2 separate regions of the Ctenopharyngodon idella genome follow, and region 1 is linked to region 2. Evidence: chromatin contacts called from public Hi-C data. All regions are on one chromosome and are shown on one strand. Each heading gives the region's core, a stretch centred on a gene start, on an enhancer-like site or on the middle of the called end of the contact. The rest is flanking DNA. Distances are from core to core; before and after follow the strand shown. Region 1 holds the start of znf644b (zinc finger protein 644b). Region 2 holds the start of brdt (bromodomain, testis-specific).

Region 1 (6,542 bases), core at 3,470-5,969, 160 kb before region 2:
TGTGTTAATAACTGTATCAACGATATTATTTTGCTATCAAGGCTCAAGCCTCCGTTACTAGTTCTGAAATGACGTTTTGGAATTAGCAACGGAGGCTTGGGATGAGATGCTTAAGAAATTAGTCCCACACACAATAGTGTTTTAAGGACAAAAACCTGACAAATGTCAAGAAATACAACATCGGAACAGTGTCTTGAGGTGTGGTAACCATAGTATAAGCAGAATAACTGACTCCGGGCCATTGAATTCTTAGAAAATAATGCACACCCGAGGTGTGTGCATTATTTTCCAAGAATTCAACGACCCGTCATCAATTATTCCTTACATAAAGCACCAATACACACAGCAAGACTTGTGACAGAATGGTTTGATGAACATAAAAGTTAAGTTGAACATCTCCCATGGCCTGCATAGTCACTAGATCTAAATATTTTTGAGCCAAGTTGGGGTATTTTGGAGGAGCAAGTCAGAAAACATTTTCCTCCACCAGCATCACATAGTGGCAACTGTTCTGCAAGAGGAATGGCTCACAATCCACAACTGGCTGCAAAAGGAGGCCATACACCATTATTTTTCAACTAGTGGGTCGCAACCCAAAAGTTGGTCACAAGATTGTTTTGAGTGGGTCGTGGAGTGTGCAGTCAAAGAAACAACAGCAACGTTTTTGTTTTTTTTTGTTTTGTTTTTTCTGAATCAAGTAGTGTTGTAGTCAAGACCACCTAATCTGAGACCAAGTCAAGACCAAGACCAATGTGTGTTGAGACCAAGACAAGACCAAGACTTTAAGGGGTTGAGACCAAGACAAGAAGTTTTATATCCAATCACAATAATGATGTTAATAAATATATCAGACAATGCACCGGTAATTTAGTGATATCCTCGCAGTTGTGGTCTTGACCGGTCTTGAAACAAAATCCCAAGTCTTCTTAGTCTGAGACTGAGACAAGACCGAGTACAAATGTGGTTGAGACCGAGACAAGACCAAGATCTTCAAAAAATAGTCTTAAAGGTGCAATATGTAAGAATTTTGCAGTAAAATATCCAAAAACCACTAGGCCAGTGTTATATATTTTGTTCACTTGAGTACTTACAATATCCCAAATGTTTGCAACTATTTGTAAATCGTGAGAAAATTGTAATTTTAACCAAGGCTCCGGGACATGTGAGGAGTCGCCTGTCAATTGCGCCATACCCGCATTACCCTCGGTTTCTGGTTTTATTTTGTAGAAACCATGGAAAAAACCAAAGACGCTTTAATATATTACATGTTTTAATAGACAAGGGAACAACTGTTTGGTTACATTTATAGACAGAAAACTAATTGTTATTATATAGCTCAACACGTTTAGTCTTATTGTTTAAATCTAATTTTCTTGATTTTTTGCGAGTACCATGCTTTACCATGCCTCAGAGAAAAACACTATTTTGTGAAGCAGCTAACATAGCATAATCAGATGCAGCTTTATTTTTAGTAACAGTAATACAGAATTTTCTCCATCATACAATACGTTTTAAAATTAATTGCATACCATTTATCAACACAAGCCATCCAGCATTTATTATTATATTCTAAAATCGATCTAGCTTACTGCAGTGTGCAACAAGTGTCTCACAGCAGCCACCAAGCAAACGCACAGAGTAATGTTATAACATTTTCAACACACTCAAATGTATCTAATATGATAAACAGAGCTGCGTTACCTCATACTCTTGACAGGAAAATCAGAAACGGCGCCGGCGACTGTGGCATAATAAAAGTTTCGCTGCTCGTGAGGCGTGTGTTGCGCAATCGCTCCAGCGGCCTCGTTCAGCTCCCGCAACACTCCGTCCTGCTCTGCTTCATACTACAGTAACGTTAATAATCGCATCCATGAACATGATTTCTTCCCGAGTCCTATCCCGATTATTTCCACCGGCTGTGATGTGAAGACCACATGTCCCAAGATTCCGCGCTCAAACTTGGTGTCATCAAGCTACGCCTTTGTTTTGAATAGGCCTCTAGCGACCTCTAGCGGACAGAAAATATTACATATTGCACCTTTAAGACCGGTATCAAGTACTACAACACTAGAATCAAGACTTTTATTTTGAAAGACTTGCGTGAAAGCTGTTGACTCTTCTGTCAGACGCAGTTTAAGTAAGTAGTGCCTCAGAAAAACGCATTCCTGATTCAGTATTTGCAGTCAGATGAGATGTTGTCAAGCTATATGTCAGTGACATTATTATAACATTATTTTCGTAACTTGTTACAAAATAAAAAGTCTCTCACCTCAGAAAAACAAACTTTCCTGTCCTATCAAATGTTATACTGTGCTCGAAGAGCTCAATCTTCAATTGCATGTGCAAATGTGGCGGCGCGCACTATATTTTATATCACAAAGAGCAAAATAGATTATGAGCATGCAATGTCATAGTTACGTTGTCAATAAGTTATGAAATTACCAAAAAGTACCAATAAATTACGTAACTTCTACTTCGTATGTTAGCTGGGAAGGATTAGCATGCAGGTATGATGTTCATTCTATTCATCAGGAGCAGTGTCCATATGTTTCATTAACAGTTCATGTTAGTATTGTGTATTTACCATGGTAACTGCTTTCAAGGCCAGATTATGTGAGTGGTGCAGAGCGGAGATTGTGTCATCGTGAGTGTGGAGTCTTTTCTTTTTCACTGCTTGTTTCTATCCCTAGTTTAATTGTCTTGCTTATGGCTGAATCACGGCAGTGCTGATATACAGTCCAATTGCAATCTTTGTTATGATATTATTGAATTTATTTAGTTTATTTATAGATTTTATTAAATATTATCAAATGTGAAATTTTATGTGTAGGTAAAAAGTCTCTGAGTTACGGCTGACAAGTCACATGCTTTCAAGTCTAACATTGGACTAGTGAGCAAATGAAAATACCGAATCTTGACAAGGTTGGCAAAGAGCTTTAGGGCAAAAAAAAAAAAAAGGTGAAAGTTGGCATGAAACCAAAGATGTGATAGTCTTTTTCTTCCTTATTGTGTCATATATCCAAGTGAAACAGCTTCTGGAACAAAAAAAAAATTGTAAGCAGGACTTGATTTTGTTTGACGGAAATTGATTGGATCGCTTTTGTTGTTTGTTATTGCTGCAAACTCATGCAAGTGACAGGTTGTCCCGCCCTCGCGCCAGTGAACATGTCATCAGAGAAGAGAAGAGCTGTTGTTGAAAGTGGGAGAAGTTATTTTGATTAAAGATTAGGAGGGGGACATGAATTAAAAACAATAATAATGATGATGATGTGCACGTATGATTTATTTATAATAAATAGGCCTACTCCAATATTTCAGTATTTCATATTTTCAATATAAGATTTTTTTCAATTTTGATTTCATGGTGACTTTAAAGCAGGATTTTTCAGCACAAAAAGTTATCATGCAGTAAAACACAGTTTGTCCATCTGCAAGTCCAGAACTAACGGAGGTAAAGCAGGATTTATCAAAATGATGTCTACTGCCATACAGTAGGCCACACACATATCAGTGCTGTTATTTCATTTGAAAACACTATAAAATGTGCGTTTACAGCTATTAAAAGTTCAGGGGGCATGCAAGAATCTTTCACATAGGGCTTATTTTTAAGCACCATTCAAAATGATCGACTGTGGTTTACAAGTGAAAGCAATAGGCTGGCGGCATGTTTGTTTGCCGCGGTGCGCAAACGCGTAGCGCACAGATTCCCTCCAATCAAGGTCGCGCCGAGCGCCTTCAAGAAGAGCGTCTGAACACGTCTTCGCTCTTCAAGTGTCAAACCCGCGACTTAGAGGCCGCGACACAAACTCCCCGCTGACACGGAAAACGGCTCGTCTCATCCAGTGACTGACATCGCTTTGAATCGATTCTGACACCCACCTTGTAAAAGTGTGTATAAAGTGTTTTGCAGGGGGAAAACGAGAAACCTCAGATGGAAGAAGAGCGTCCAACTTTCCCCCAAATGCAATACTATTCAGAGCAATAGCGTGACAGCGGAAGGGTGAAATGTTAGCTTGCACGATTCGTGACTGGCACCGTGTTGACATACCTGATGCCCGTGTATTTAAGCTCTTGTTCCCATGCAAGGACTCACTGTACCCATCGCGCACTCATTTCTCAACACGGTCAAACACACATCCAGCAAGGGAAAACGTTTGTAAGCTTTAAACCTACCTTTCCAGAGAATGACACTATAACATGGGGCAAGTTTGTCATGGTACTTGATTACAGTCCTTTTTTTCGTCCTCCATCTGTTACAATGTCGCCATTTTGCCTAAAATTCTGCAGGTTGAACTAAAACTCCAGGAGGGATGTTCGGTCTGTGCGTACACAAATTACACCATATACGAAGAACAAAATAAATGTTTACCTTCTTTAAAAGAGAAAGTGAAAAGGCAAGGTCATGTTATTTTATCACGGAGAAATAGTTCATTGGGTCTTTATAAAGTGGGGTGATGGTGAGACATACTGTAAATCCCCCGCTCGCGATATGGATTATTCCAGAGACAGAGGGTGAATTCTTCTTGGGTGAAGTTACTGCCGGTGTTAAAAAAAATAGACAGAAAAAGATGGTGGGGAGGTGGACTTGCACACCTAGGGATGTGGTCAATAATAATGTCATAATTGGCTGGAATGCTTTTCATTTTATCAGGAAGTGATTATAAGCATTTTTTCTTTTTGTTGTTGAAAACCGTAACACTTTTAGTGGAGATTTTAGTTGTTTGATAATAGATACAGGCAATTGTCTTGTTTATAAGAATACAATAATGAATTCCTGAATTGCATTTTTTGTTTTCTTCTGGTTTTGTTGTTCACTGTTGTTTGTAATGTCAGATCACAATTTAAAGGAATGGAATAAGATGTTTTGCAAATCAGTTTTGTTACCATAAAGATGTGTCAAATGTATTTTAAACCACATATTTAAACTCTACATGCAGTGATAGAGTGTAATTGAAATTGAAAGTTTTCATTCATGACATTGTCAGTGACTGGAATCCATTTTTTAGAAGAATATTTTAAACCACTGGGTAAGAACTAGTGGGTCATCACTCATGACCTAAATTTCATATGAATTTACCACCAATTCGAACACCATTAAGGAAACTATGGTATTATGCCCCAAAAGCATCTGTTACAAAAGAAATGCCAGCATGGACAGTTGTGTGACATCCTAAAAAAAAAACATGAACAAAACTATGCAGGGTAAAAGAAAAATGAAGTGGTGTTCTTAGCCAGTTAGACAGTAGCAACACATATTTATGCAAAAGTGTTTTTACAATATGTACAAGCACAGTTATACAGTTAGCATATTACATTTTTGACGAATATGGGCACATAGACTTGTCTGTTATATAGGATATAATTGTGTAACATTTTCGTTTTAGACCAGTAGTAAAGGAGGGTCTGCCATTTATTGTTTGGGGGGAAAAAATTTAATATTTGTTAAACAAAAAGTAAGCTAAGCAAAGTGAAAGTTAAGAAGCTAAAGTTTTAATAAAATCAAATGTAGTAAATGTGCATCAATAGTATTTTTTTTTTTTTTTTTTTTTTTTCAACATTTTGATTTTTCTTATTTCGACCTGATTGGTGGAATCTTATATACAGCATCATGGGTAATGTAGTTTTTCACTACAAATTTCACTGTTAAACATGATTATTTTAAAACTAAGATGAAATAATGCGGGCTGATGGCTTCAACAGAAGCAAATGCTATCAATTAACAGCCTCGTAGCTCACAGTATGACTGTCTTTAAAGGTTTTTAAGTTATCGTTAAAAATCAATTTCCCTATGGAGAATGTGAATGGAGTTTTTACTTCTGGAACTTAACTGTTGCACTCTATTTACGAGAGAGAGAGAGACTGTGAGTGTGAATTACCTGTATCTGTACACTGTCTCTGTGTGATATTGAAACTATGAATTTAATTACAAAAACAGCAAAACAAAAAGTTATCACCTCGTTGCTGAGAAATATAAGGTAGCTTTCAGTAGTGACGCTGTTTTATTTATAAAATTCATGGGGAAGAAGTTGAAAACCAGTTTCTGTGTGTGCGCAGTTTCTATATATAAAGTTTCCACTTCAATAAAAAAAGTAATTCATTTTAGGAGCTGTTTACACAACACCATTTCAACTAAAAATGAAACACTTTGTATGCGTTTTGGCCATTCATTTACACAACAACAGCGTTTTGGGGGTTTGAAAATGCAAACTTTTGAAAACAGGTTTCAAAGTTTAAGTTTTTGAAAACAATACCGTTATCATCTCCGTGTAAACAACAAAAACGCGGATCTGTGAAAACGGTGACGGCATGCACATACAGTGCTCAGCGTAAATGAGTACACCCCCTTTGAAAAGTAACATTTTAAACAATATCTCAATGAACACAAAAACAATTTCCAAAATGTTGACAAGACTAAGTTTAATATAACATCTGTTTAACTTATAACATGAAAGTAAGGTTAATAATATAACTTAGATTACACATTTTTCAGTTTTACTCAAATTAGGGTGATGCAAAAATGAGTACACCCCACAACAAAAACT
Region 2 (6,756 bases), core at 2,091-4,590:
CTGTTAAAACAGTGGTTTGTGAATGTAGACCCTTTAATAACAAATCTCCTTATCCTTACCCTGGTGTTGATTCACCCTCCACCTATGATTACCAACCAAACTAAACCACACATTCTTTCCATGAGTGTTGCCGCAAGTGGCTCTCCCGCTGATATACCTGATGATTTTGGAGTTAACTATGTAAAATGCAATTTTATCATAGTGCGCAAAAAAAAAAAAAAAAAAACAGAAAGCACAAGCTTTTGTGTCAGGTTGTTATGTTGTAATGCTAAACATAACAATAGAATTGTGTATATTTATGAACCACCAGGACCAGATGTGAGATCCACCAATCAGAGAGGTTCCCGAATCTCAATCGTTTTTTTGATTGGATAAAATGAATGGAGAATATCTTGTGTTTTTCTGTGGGTGCTGCCATTTCTGTGGGTGCTCGAGTCCCCTGCCTATGAGTTTGACCTCAGCCATAAACTAAGGTAAAGTAATGTCATCTACACCAAGCACTATCCAACAGATCTCAGATGTGGTTCCACAACCCTCAAAATCCTCTGCACATCTTTCCAGGGTGAAAAATATATAGAATTAACTAAAAAAAATAAATCTGAAACAACTCATCTGCCTTATTTTCACGTACTCTCAGAAAAAAAATGGTACAAAAGCTGTCACAGAGACGGTACCCTTTCAAGAGGTTCTAATATGTACCATTTACTACTTTTTGCTAATCGCTACTAATATGTACCTTTCAGGTATTAATGCTGCCCTCAGATGCTATCGAAATTGATAATTCCCGCTTCTGAAGTCGTGATTACGAGCTTATCGCATACAACTTTCTAAATGGGAGGGTGTTAATGTGCAATTTTTACGTAGGAAACTCGTATTCACGATAATTCCGAGAGCACGTGAAGGCAGCATTATACCTTTAAGGCATTAATATGCACCCTTTAAGGGTAAATAAGGTACAAAGATTTTACCCCAGTGACAGCTTTTGTACCTTTTTTTCTGAAAGTGTATAAATTTGCATTTTGCTGCAATTTTGCAGCATTTTGCAGCAATTCAAGACATTATAAAAAAATACTGTTTTCATGACATAAATTAATTAAGATGAAATTTGGAGTGAAATTCACACTAATATCCTTCACCAGACCAGATTTTTTTTCTCTCTGATATCATAGATATAGTACTAAATCAGATCTTCTGCTGTATGAGTCTTATCTTATCTTAAATGATTTAGTGATAGCAGTATTACTCTGTCATTGCCAACTGATTTGATTCAAGGCAAAGAACATGCTGTCCTGACTTAGACTGGCCTTTTCCTTAGGGACTAACACCTCTTTCTGGACCAAAAGCCATTTTGAAACCATTTTAAAACCATTTACTAAAGAGTAGTTGATTGTGGGATTAACTATTAAGCCATTGTAAATCAACAAATAACTGACATTAAAGACGAATTGTATTTTGCTCATGATGTTTTCCATTTACAATTGCATTTGGTCAGCTGCATACATCATCATTTAGTTTTAAACATAAACAAAAGGATAAATGCAAGATCCTTTGTATGGTTGTTTGTGAGTTAAACTCCTGCACAGATGTATGTTTGTGTGTATTTGTTTGTGCAGGATATATTTGTTTACTGTTTCATTTTTTTATTTTTATTTTTTTATTCTGTCTCTGCCTCCTCCCCTGGCTTGTTTTCCCGAACAAACAGATTTATGTTGTCTGACTGAAATGTTCCGCTCCGTTCTAAAGGAAATGGAAATGCATTACCACTGCTTACAGTGTAAATGTCAGAGTCGTGATTTGCCACTAATGAGACAGCACCCTTGCAAGATGGAAAACTTTGTTTTGGAGCTTCATGCTGTCTTGAAAACATTGATATGCTGCTTTTGAGTGTCAATGAAGATGTACTCAGAGGCTTCATGTCATTTTTCACTTCTCATGCATATGTATGCCTTAGAACCAGGCCTACTCAAAGCATCCGCACAGACGGGGAGAAAGATGCGTCAAAATCTAGTCCTGAACACGAATCCCTGCCCTAATTCTTTGATTTCTTTTGTTTTGCTTGCATTTGTGATCTTTGTCAAAACCTTTGTATTAAATTGTTCTTAAAAAAATGAAAGAAAATAAGGAAAACCATCTGTAGATTTTTTTTTTTTTTTCATGCAATACAACCAGTGCATTGTAAAGCATAAGAACAGTGCACTGGTTGTATTGCATTTAAAAATGGAATGGCTCACCACATCTTCTTACATATGTAATAGCTGCATAGACACATAGATCCCTTCTTCCTTCTTGGTCATGGCCTGATCTCTCTCGATCTTTAGTTGTCAAAGTGCTTTCCTGTATAACACTTCTCATATATGAGAAGTGACCCATGAGGAATGTCGGGTGCTGAACTCTTGACCTTGGAGCCACATGATATGATGAAGCCTTTCATCTGAAGCATGAACAAATACAGGGGATGTTTATGTATAGTTACTTTAGATTCCCTTAAAGTTTTCTTAAAGACAAAAATGAGAATAAAAACAAACATGACAACATAAATCAACACATATGACATAAGTTATGTCATATGGCTCTCTCTAAATATTTATAAAAGCAAAGATAAACAGAGGACCGCGTTCACCCATTTTTTTGTACCTTTTGGTAAATGTGTCATTACCGTAGTAAGCTTATTCATAAGTACATGGGGTTATTTATAGGTAATTTAAGTTTTGTACAGCAGCACTGCAAGCTAGAAAACATAATGGAAGTTTTTTTCAATCCAAAATAAGTCATTTGCTGCCCTCTTGTGGAAAGTTTATTTTAAATCATGTTTTTAAATTAGTGAAATAAAATTGTCATCACAAGTCGTTACAAATCCTTAGAATTTTTCTTTCTTTTGTGGAATACAATGTAATGTTAGTTGGAATGAGTCACCATTCGCTTGTATGGATAAAAAAAAAAAAAAAATGCAATGAAAGTGAATGGTGACTGAGGCTGTCATTCTACCTAGCAATATTCTTTTCCAGAAAGAGAACTCTTCCATAATAACTGAACTCTTCTATGACAGTACTGTTCCTTAAGGATCAATTGTAGGGACGGTAGGCTATGTTGACAAAATCTAGGCAAAATTAGGCTAATTCTGAAAAATTGAGGAAACATTGTCTATTTGTAGAAATATATGCTTCCCAACACTATATGTATGTGTGTGTGTGTGTGTGTGTGTGTGTGTTGTGTGTGTGTCTTTCTTTGCATGCTGTTTAATGCCTGATTGTTATTTGAAGAGGTTTAATAAAGATTTAGAAATGTACGGAGATTCTAACACAAAAGATAAGGACAGCGTCAATTGAGAGGCCAATCACTGTCAAGAAAGTGCGCATGCGCATTAGTTCGTGTTCGCCTCCCCTCAGCATTGCTCGGTGCTCTATCATATCATAGTTCTCTTTGTGAGATTTTCAAGCTGCAGAGATGACCGATGTCCGACACTCGCTAGAAGCTGACAACCAAAGCCACGGAAAAGAGCCACAATGTAACCATTTAACAGACACTAAAAACGGGAATTGAGCTATAGCGATCGACAGAATGTTCTAGAATGGTCATGTGATGTCCGGAGACCAGTTATGTCGCAGTTTTAAAAAAATACTCTGACGTACATGTCTGTTTCTTAGTTCGTCCGTCGTCGTAAAAATAAACGTGATCAATTGTAAAACAGCATTTCGGGTATAAAAACAGAGTGTGGTTTCCGTGGGATACATTTTAAAGGAATATTTTCTCGGTGTTAGAGGCGCGAGGGGGAAGAAGGGAGCACGTGAGGGGTCTTGTCCAATGGGATTGGGCGCTTTCAGCAGGAGGGTATAAATACCAGGCGGTTGCCTTGAGAGACATCCGCCATTGATGACTAACCTTTCAAAGAAACAGAGTTATTTCAAATGTATATGATGTTAATTTGTTCTGTTGGCGTTGAAAACTAAGCTCAACAATCTTTCAGTCGTTTTCTAAGAGGGTTTTTCGGGCGCAAAGCATCAACAAGATCCTTCGATTGGTGAAGTTTTCCAGCAGAGCTCCTCCTGCACTGCAGCGTCTGTCTCAGTTCGGCAGTTTAAACTTTCTTTGTTGTGCCCGAGACGGAAAGGTAAAATTTTGGGTCCAAGTTGAGCTAGCTTCATTTAGCTGGCGGAATGGTTAGGGGAGGGACTGTTAACTGAGCTCAATGTCAGCATCTGACGGGGCGGGGTAATGTGTGGCTAGCCGAGCTAAAGCTAGCCAGGCGCCATTTTGTGGCTCGAGGCTTGATAACTCGGTTATCGGGGAATTCATGTAAACCTGTGTCTAATTACCTAAAGTGTGTTATATGCTCGTATAAGTTCCTAATACTGATAATTTAAGCAGATGCGACACTTCTGTGGCATTCATATTGAGCCGGAAGTTGGTATTGCGTCACCCATAAGAGGTCGTCAGGTTTATGTAACGCATGGCCCTGGATTGGGTAAAGAAACAAACAAAATTTTGCATTTAAACGCAACACATGTGCATATTTCACTCTCTGATCATAGTGAGCTGTTTATATTTCAATATTACATTGTTGGTAAATTTTGTTGACCTACGAAGTCTCTTTCTGGTCTGAATAGATGAATGTTATTTTCTTGTGTGCAGTCTTAAATTTGTCCAATTGGCATGCGCTTGACCACAACATAGACAAATTGTCTTAACGTCGCTACATTTGTATAGACTAATTGTAAACTTTGTTAGAGAATAAACATGAAATATTTCCTTTTCCTTCCAGTGGACTTTATCAATGAAAATGGACCTTTCCTTCTCCCCCCCCCCCTTCCCTCCAAAAACAGAAATACTCTCTTCCCAACCATAAGCAAACCAGTGTGAAACTAAATGTTTTTATATAGCTTACGAAAATTTAATAAAGTGGCATTTATTTATTTTTTAAATTGTTTTTCTTGTATAAATAAATTTGTAAGTCCTTAGGTTTCTTGTACAGTGATTTTGTTTTCTTTTACTTTTATTTAAATAAAGTACACATAATGATCAATATAACTTGTAAATGTTTTTGAGTATGAGAAAAAAAATATTACTGAGCGGGACGATGACCTTTTAGTTTGGGGTAAGTGTAATGAAGGATAACCTCTGTAGTTGAGCTGAATAAAGCTTGCTCAGAGACTATTTAAATAAATTCTGACTTTTTTATTATAAAAAAAAAAAATGTTTTTCACTGTCTAAATGGTAAAAGTAAGAGTCTTAGATTTATTGTTCAACTATTGGGTAATGTTAACTTAAGTCTTGAAGGGCATTTTAAGTTGGTAAGTGAAAATTGATTAGGGATACATTTCTATTACTACTAGCTTTTTTTATATTTGCCTTGGAAAAAATGTTGCAGTAATATAAATTTCTGACCTTTTTTTCCCTTTTTAAGAATGAAGTTTAGTCTTAAAGTCACATTGGCATTTAAAAAAAAAAAAAAAAATCTAAACAGCACTGGTGTTTTTTTTTTGGTTTTTTTTTTTTTTTAATGTGCTGGATAATCTTCGTTTATGGGAGAAAAATAGTTAGCATGTTCAAACTTTGATTTACTGCATTTTCGCTGTAAAAAGTTTCCTTGCGTATATCCGTTTGTCTAGTTATTTTTATTTTTATTTTTTTAAGGTTGTTTTGGGTGGAGTAAGACTGATCTTGTACTTCAACTTATAAAGATATCTAGTGGAGCTGAAAGGCACTGTAGTGTTCACTTATTAGGCAATAGAGGGCAGTGCATACCACAGGAAGCCTGCAGTAGTCCTTAGCACTGGACTAGAGTGCAATATTTGATCAACTAGAAATATTCACAGTATGCATTTATTATTAAAAGGTTATTACATTGACTTTTATATTTGTCGTAAGTATTTGTATGATTCAAATAGGCTTGTTCTCATCTGCTGCTTATTCAGATTTGCCTAAAGATAATAAACAGCAGTGCAGAATACCAGGAGTATGCTGACACTGCTCTCCCTGTTTACAGTGGCACAGGCAGTGGAAGTGTAATGCTCGCTGAGCTGCCTAGGCGTAGCTGCAAAAACCCTTTCCATACTGGTCACCACTCCCTGGATCAGTTCAGGCGATGTCTGATGTGAAACCCCCACAGAATTTCACCATGAATGGGAACCCCCCTCCCCCCGAGTTCAAGAACCCCAAAAAGCCTGGGCGCCTCACCAATCAGTTGCAGTATCTAGAAAAAGTGGTGATTAAGTCCCTGTGGAGACACCACTTCTCCTGGCCTTTCAGGCAGCCTGTGGACGCAGTCAGACTCAATTTGCCAGTAAGTCCCACAGTGCTCTTGTCTGTTTTATTTATTTATTTTTTATTAACTTTTTTTTTATTAACTTTTTTGTTTTACTGACTACACAGTTTGTAAGTACAAATCTTAAATAACCTCTGTTTTAAAATGTTCTTGCTTATTTAATTTAGGATTATTATGCAATCATCAAGAACCCAATGGACTTGAGTACCATTAAAAAGCGTCTTGAGAACAATTACTACTGGAAGGCAATGGAGTGCGTAGAAGACTTCAACACCATGTTCACAAACTGTTACGTGTACAATCGGGTGAGGACCTTGGTCTTGTTTTGTGTAAAATTGCTTTAAGTTGAAGAATTGATTTTCGACATTTGGTCTCAGACATTTTTGTATGTGTGTGGTTCCAGCCAGGAGATGATATTGTTAAAATGGCTCAAATGCTTGAGAAGCTTTTTTTGGAGAAGGTGGCAGAGATGCCTCAGGATGAGTTTGAGATCT

The links. Hi-C and Micro-C count contacts between places; a contact is called where the count stands out from the background.
Region 1: a contact with region 2 is called in a Hi-C map of muscle, with 4 times the contacts expected there. The contact joins the promoter of znf644b here to the promoter of brdt in region 2. A contact is called at or near these places in 2 of 2 Hi-C or Micro-C datasets (both in muscle).

The regions. Positions count from the first base shown.
Region 1 is chr6:15,994,667-16,001,208 of HZGC01, reverse strand. znf644b (zinc finger protein 644b) reads right to left here and starts at 4,719. Exons shown (of 6, transcript XM_051897517.1): 1 at 4,174-4,719.
Region 2 is chr6:15,829,851-15,836,606 of HZGC01, reverse strand. It overlaps brdt (bromodomain, testis-specific), which reads left to right and starts at 3,340. Exons shown (of 21, transcript XM_051896679.1): 1 at 3,340-3,505; 2 at 5,984-6,280; 3 at 6,430-6,567; 4 at 6,666-6,756. The coding sequence starts at 6,083.